2 separate regions of the Sus scrofa genome follow, and region 1 is linked to region 2. The links are chromatin contacts, called in public Hi-C maps. All regions are on one chromosome and are shown on one strand. Each heading gives the region's core, a stretch centred on a gene start, on an enhancer-like site or on the middle of the called end of the contact. The rest is flanking DNA. Distances are from core to core; before and after follow the strand shown.

Region 1 (2,700 bases), core at 141-2,640, 68 kb after region 2:
CTGGTCCCTTCTCACTGTCAGATGACTGGTGTTCTACTGCGCCAAACCTGTAGGGTCGGAGGCGTGAGCTTGGAAGGCGCTTGGGGTCTGGGATGGAATTCAGAGGCTCCATGTCCTTGGGTAGAAAAGCAGGAAAACTTCATTTCACCGACTGCTAACAGAAAATTAGTATTTTATTTTTTAAAGAAGGTAGGACACCAACCACAGTAATATTAGCAGTACTTGCGACTGTGTCGCCGTAGAAATCAGGTGTCTTCAGGCCATAGTGGTTGTGATTATTGCACTCATCACGGCTTTGAAATGACAGCAGCTTCTGCTGGAGCTTGTCACTCGGTGTGTTAATAAAGAGGCGTATGTATGTAGTTAATGCATTAATGAAGAAGCACTGTATCACAAACTAATTTTTTAAAATGTTTTGAGGGCTGTTCCAATCCAGTTGTTTTCTTTGCAATGCTCAGTATTTACCTGATGCATTTACAAGCTTTATCCTGAGGAGAGGTCCCCAGGCGTCACCAGAGGGTCCACAGCGTGGCACAGATAAAGACCCTGATGTCTCAGGCTGGCCTTGGATCCCTGTGCTGCTCCTGCATCCCTTTCCAGGCACGTCTTGTTTGGGGTCCACCTCCTCCCTCACCCTTCCGAGCTCCCTCCGCTCCGTGTCTCTGTCCTTATAAATCCATCCATGGGACAGCACTTGTCTTCCGCTAGAGTTTTGCTCGGAGGGCATGTGCATTTTCATTAATGGCTTTTTTTCCCCACAAGGCACAGAGGCTGTGTGACGATGCCTCCTTGCACCACTGCCATGTCGCCCTACCCCTGCTCCCCAGCAGCTGACACCATGGTTTGGGGTTCTGGGAACATTCCGTTCATTGTGAGAAGTTAATGCCAGAGCTGTGTTCAGCTAAACTTGTGTGTGTGCATAGTTTTAACTGCTCTGGGTGTAGATTACAAAATAAAGGGCTGTGCAGAATGTAGATAAAATGACTTTCATCAAGTTCAAATTGTGGGAAATAATACTTTTCCTCTAAGCTCATATTATAAAAAGTTGTATTAGGCTGTTATAAACCGCCTTGAGAATAGTCTGAGCATGATCTCATCGGTTGGATCGGAGCACGAAATAAAACACGAAGCCTTCCCTCTTTTTCGAAGGATCTGTTTTATAGATTTTTAAATTGCAGAGATTCCTCGAACTAGAGGATAATAGTAAAGGGCCCGCAAAGGAAATACGAATAAAGCAACAAGGGTTTAAATAACCAAATGTGAGCAAAAGTAAAGGGACTGTCGATCATGTGTGACAAGCACGTCTCTTGCACTGCCCCCTACCTCCCGCCCCCCAGCTGTCTCCCGAGAGCCTGGTGGACAGTGATGACTGCCAGTAATGACTGCTGGCTGCATGGCTGGCTGCTCCGCACTCTAGAGGGCACTGTGACCTTGGGCACAAGCGCCAACAGGAAGGTGGGACCCTTCCCAGGGATGTTTTTCCTGGAGTGAAGCCTCCCCTCTGCTCCCCTCTGGCCTGAGGTTGCATCTTGCCTTTTCCAGTTTGTTTTCTTTTTTTTGTTTTTCTTTTTGCCATTTCTTGGACCGCTCCCACGGCATATGGAGGTTCCCAGGCTAGGGGTCGAATCGGAGCTGTAGCCGCTGGCCTACACCACAGCCACAGCAACGCGGGATCCAAGCCACGTCTGCGACCCACACTGCAGCTCTCGGCAAGGCCGGATCCTTAACCCACTGAGCAAAGCAGGGATCGAACCCGCAACCTCATGGTTCCTAGTCGGATTCGTTAACCACTGCGCCACAACGGGAACTCCATTGCTTTTTCCAGTTTGCCAGTGACGGCTTCAGCAGGGCAGCAGCCCCTGAGGGTATAGACCAGGTGTGTGTATTCACCTGTATGGTGAATATTTTGTAAGCATTGCTGATCCGTGACTCACAGCTTTAAGAAAGGGTTGTTTTTGTATAAAATGACCTTTAAATTGTGCTTTAAAGACCCCAGCTGTTTTCTTAGAATACTGTCCAAATAAGTTAATCACACACAGATCCAGTGAATTCTGTGACATTGTTCTTGCAGAATTTTCAGTTTGTTATTCTCATAGTTGGAGGCATAGATTTTTAGAGATTCAGAAGCCTTTTTTAGATATCACACTTCTTGGTACTCAACTGGCTAATTATTGACTTTTCCTGAGTTTTGTTGGTAAGTGGAAACCTCTTCAGTAACAGTTTAGTGAAATAAAAGAGTTTTCAATGAAATGAGAGGCTTTTCTTTTTCTTCTTCTTTTTTTCTTTTTCTTTTTTGGCCACCCCACAGCATATGGAGTTCCTGAGTCAGGGATCAGATCCAAGCTCTAGTTGCAGCCTACACCACAGCTGCAGCAACACTGGATCTGTAACGCACTGGGCCAGGCTGGGGATTGAGCCTGCATCCCACCACTCCAAAGAAGCAAGCCACCCAATCCTGTTGCCCCACATCAGGAACTCCAAGAGGCATTTTTGAAGATTTAAATCTTTTTTTGTTTGTTTTTTGTTTTTCAGGGCCGCACCCACAGCATACAGAGGTTCCCAAGTTAAGGGTCAAATCGGAGCTACAGCCGGCCTACACCACAGCTCATGACAACGTCATATCACAAAGCCACTGAGTGAGGCCAGGGATCAAACCTGCAACCTCATGGTTCCTAGTTGGAGTCTTTTCTGCTGCGCCAC
Region 2 (2,872 bases), core at 12-2,511:
CATCAGCATTAGTTATCTCTTTCTGCATGACAAATCACCTCAAAATGTAGTGGCTTAAAACAACAAAAATGTATTACCTCACAGTGTCTGTGGGCCAGGAACTTAGAAGTGGGTTAGCTGGCTGGTCCCAGCTTGTGGTCCTTCCTGAGACTGCAGGCCGGATGTCAGCTGGGGCTGTAGTCATCTGACAGTTTGACTGGGGCGGGAGGGTCTGCCTCCACGGAGGCTCACCCACAGGGCTGGCTAGGTGATGCTGACTGTTGGCAGGAGGCTTTAGTTCCTCACCCCATGGACCTCTCCATAGGCTGCTTGAGTGTCTGCAGAGCAGGCAGCCCAAGAGACCACAAGGCAGAAACCGCAATGTCTTTTATGACCTGGTTGCAAAAGTCACATTGTCATTTCTGCAGTATCCTGTTGGTTACACAGGTCAGCCCTATTCCGTGAGGGAGGGAACTAAACAAGTATGCTGGGCATCACTGGGGAGGCCATACGGTGAGCATCATAATGGTACCACATCTTTGGTTTATAATGAGGATTAGGAGTTCCCCAGTGGCTCAGCAGGTTAAGGACCCAGCAATGTCAATGCTGTGGCTCTGGTTGCTGCTATGGCAGGAGTTTGATCCATCCCTGTCTGGGAACGTCCTTATTTTTAAATTTTTAAAATTTTTGCTTTTTAGGGTCCCACCTGCAGCATATGAAGTTCCCAGGCTAGGGGTCAAATCGGAGCTACAGCTGCCAGCCTACACCACAGCCCAGCAACGTGGGATCCGAGCTGCATCTGCCACCTACACCACAGCTCACAGCAATGCTGGAATCTCAACCCACTGAGTGAGGCCAGGGATCGAACCCACAACCTCACGAACACTAGTTGAATTCATTACTGCTGAGCCACAGTGGGAGCTCCCATGGTCTGGGAACTTCTGCATGACATGGGTGCAGCCAAAAAAAAGTTTACAGTGAGGGTTAAATGAGACGACACATGTTAACTGAGTGAGGGAAAGTCCAGGTACATAGTGAGTACTCCAGAGATCTGGGTTGTGGTCGTGTGTTGTCATTACCACTGCCACCACCTCCTCTGCCAGCCCAAGTAGGAAACGAACCTAACATAGTGGGGTTGAGGGAGGGCAGGAGGAGGAGACATTTAAGCCAGGACTGGCCCCGGGAGCAGGCTTTGGAGAAGTAAGACCATTCCAGGCCAGGGGACAATACATGTGAAAGCCCTGAGTGGCAGGCTGCCCAATGGAGAGGGGATTGGCCGTGAGGGGGCAGAGACCAGGCCACACCCAGCTGCAGAGGCCAGGATGCATCATCACTGTGTTCTTTGGGGAGACTGTCTTCTCTGGGAACATAGCTGAGTTTATCCGGAAATGAGAGGAGAAAGTCAGAGCCGAGCGTTCCGGGTTGCAGTATCCTGCGCAGTGAGGTTCTTGTGTGCCTGGTGTGTCCCCAGAGCTCCTTATGTTGCTTTGCTCTTTACCCCTGGCGGGAACAGGGGCCTCCTGGTTCAGACGGAACTCTGTCGCTAACCTTCCACATGTTAACGGTTCCTCTTCCAGTAGAGGGACTGACTGCTTTTCTTTTTTATCTCAACAATATATTTGGTTTCTTTAGCAGGATCAGATTCTTGTTTTAACGAATGTATCCAGAAACCTTGGAGGAAGTCTGTACAGATTTCCTGTTCTTGTGCTTGTTATGTGTAGGGTCAGTATTTTGTGTTTTGTTCTCCTGACACCTTGTTAGGATTGATTGGATCATTTCAGAGGATACAGGTAGACTTCAGTGGTGGGCTTAGTGCCTGCCTGCCTAACCAGCCACCCCAAAGTCTGAAGTTCCCCCACTCCTCTCCTTTTTGGCCAGAGCTGTCCATATTTAGAATTTGTTACCTTGCCAGGGTGATTTTTATCCTTAAATATGAATGATATGCTTCTCTCTGGACTTTGTAGGCCTTTCTGAAATTATATGCAGACATTTGTATGTTCATGTATTTTTTTGTTGTTGTTTGTTTTGTTCGTGAAAAGGTCCCTGGCCTTTCTTGGTTTCTTAAGGGGTTGTTAGAAGTACACGGTGAGACTTCGGCGTGGTTGTGATAATGCTGCAGCCAGGAGCCCGGGACGCCTGTGTGCTGCTCACCTCTTTCTCTGCAGCGTTCTCGCAGGAGGAGGAAGCCGCACAAACAGCCCGAGTGGCAGGGTGTGATAGATGCGGCCGTGCCGTGGCATATCCTGCTAATCCCCTGTTCACGAGCGCTTATGTTGCTTGCAGTGTTTTCCCCAGGATCTTCTTCCTGCACCTTTTTGTATGTTCTATTCTTTTCTTCGGATAAGTTTCTCCAAGTGGGATTTCGGCATCAGAAGATGAGATGGTTTTAAAGCCTTTAGCTGCACACCCTGAGTCTATACCTCGCCCCCCTGGGAGGCGTGTCCAGGGAGTGAGTTCACCTGCACACTGGCAGTGCCCACAGCATCGATTTCTCTCTCTAAGGAGGAATCCAGTCAGCCTGCGGCTGGGGGCCGCCAGTCCACCCGACAGCCCCTGTTCCTGGTCTGTCTCGAGGTCCCGGAGAGCCCTTTTTGTTTTCTTTTTCACACCATAGTTTAATGTTTTAACAAATGTTGACATTTTTGAAAGTTTTCTACATCTAATAGGGCATAGGCAGAATAATAGTCTGGTCCGTGTCCCCGGTCCTGGCATGGTCTCGGCTTGGTGGAAACAGCATTTGTCAGCAGGAGTAGGTATGGAGACTGTCACGGGGACTGGGCATTGGCCTCCGAGTACTTCCCTCAGGAGAGGAAAGATAAAGCAGAGGAACGGGTGAATTCATCAGATTGGTTTGGCAGCGCGGAGACCAAGTGGGTGCAGGTCATCGCCCACG

Evidence for each region. Hi-C and Micro-C count contacts between places; a contact is called where the count stands out from the background.
Region 1: a contact with region 2 is called in a Hi-C map of retroperitoneal adipose tissue, with 1.9 times the contacts expected there. The contact joins two enhancer-like sites. A contact is called at or near these places in 8 of 47 Hi-C or Micro-C datasets (adipose tissue, embryonic fibroblasts, epiblast stem cells and 4 more) and 1 of 2 datasets of contacts at active chromatin or transcription factors (skeletal muscle).

The regions. Positions count from the first base shown.
Region 1 is chr1:270,866,326-270,869,025 of Sscrofa11.1, forward strand. All of the region lies in intron 2 of ABL1 (tyrosine-protein kinase ABL1), which reads left to right. Among named protein-coding and RNA genes, the nearest start is that of QRFP, 50 kb to the right of the region's middle. Within about 2 kb of position 1,391, at least 21 of the 83 cell types and tissues checked have an H3K27ac peak or open chromatin away from gene starts, as enhancers often do. A contact at or near this core is called in adipose tissue, fetal skeletal muscle, retroperitoneal adipose tissue and 1 more, where this site is marked.
Region 2 is chr1:270,798,715-270,801,586 of Sscrofa11.1, forward strand. The region is part of intron 2 of ABL1 (tyrosine-protein kinase ABL1); the gene reads left to right. Among named protein-coding and RNA genes, the nearest start is that of ABL1, 39 kb to the left of the region's middle. Within about 2 kb of position 1,262, at least 19 of the 83 cell types and tissues checked have an H3K27ac peak or open chromatin away from gene starts, as enhancers often do. A contact at or near this core is called in adipose tissue, fetal skeletal muscle, retroperitoneal adipose tissue and 1 more, where this site is marked.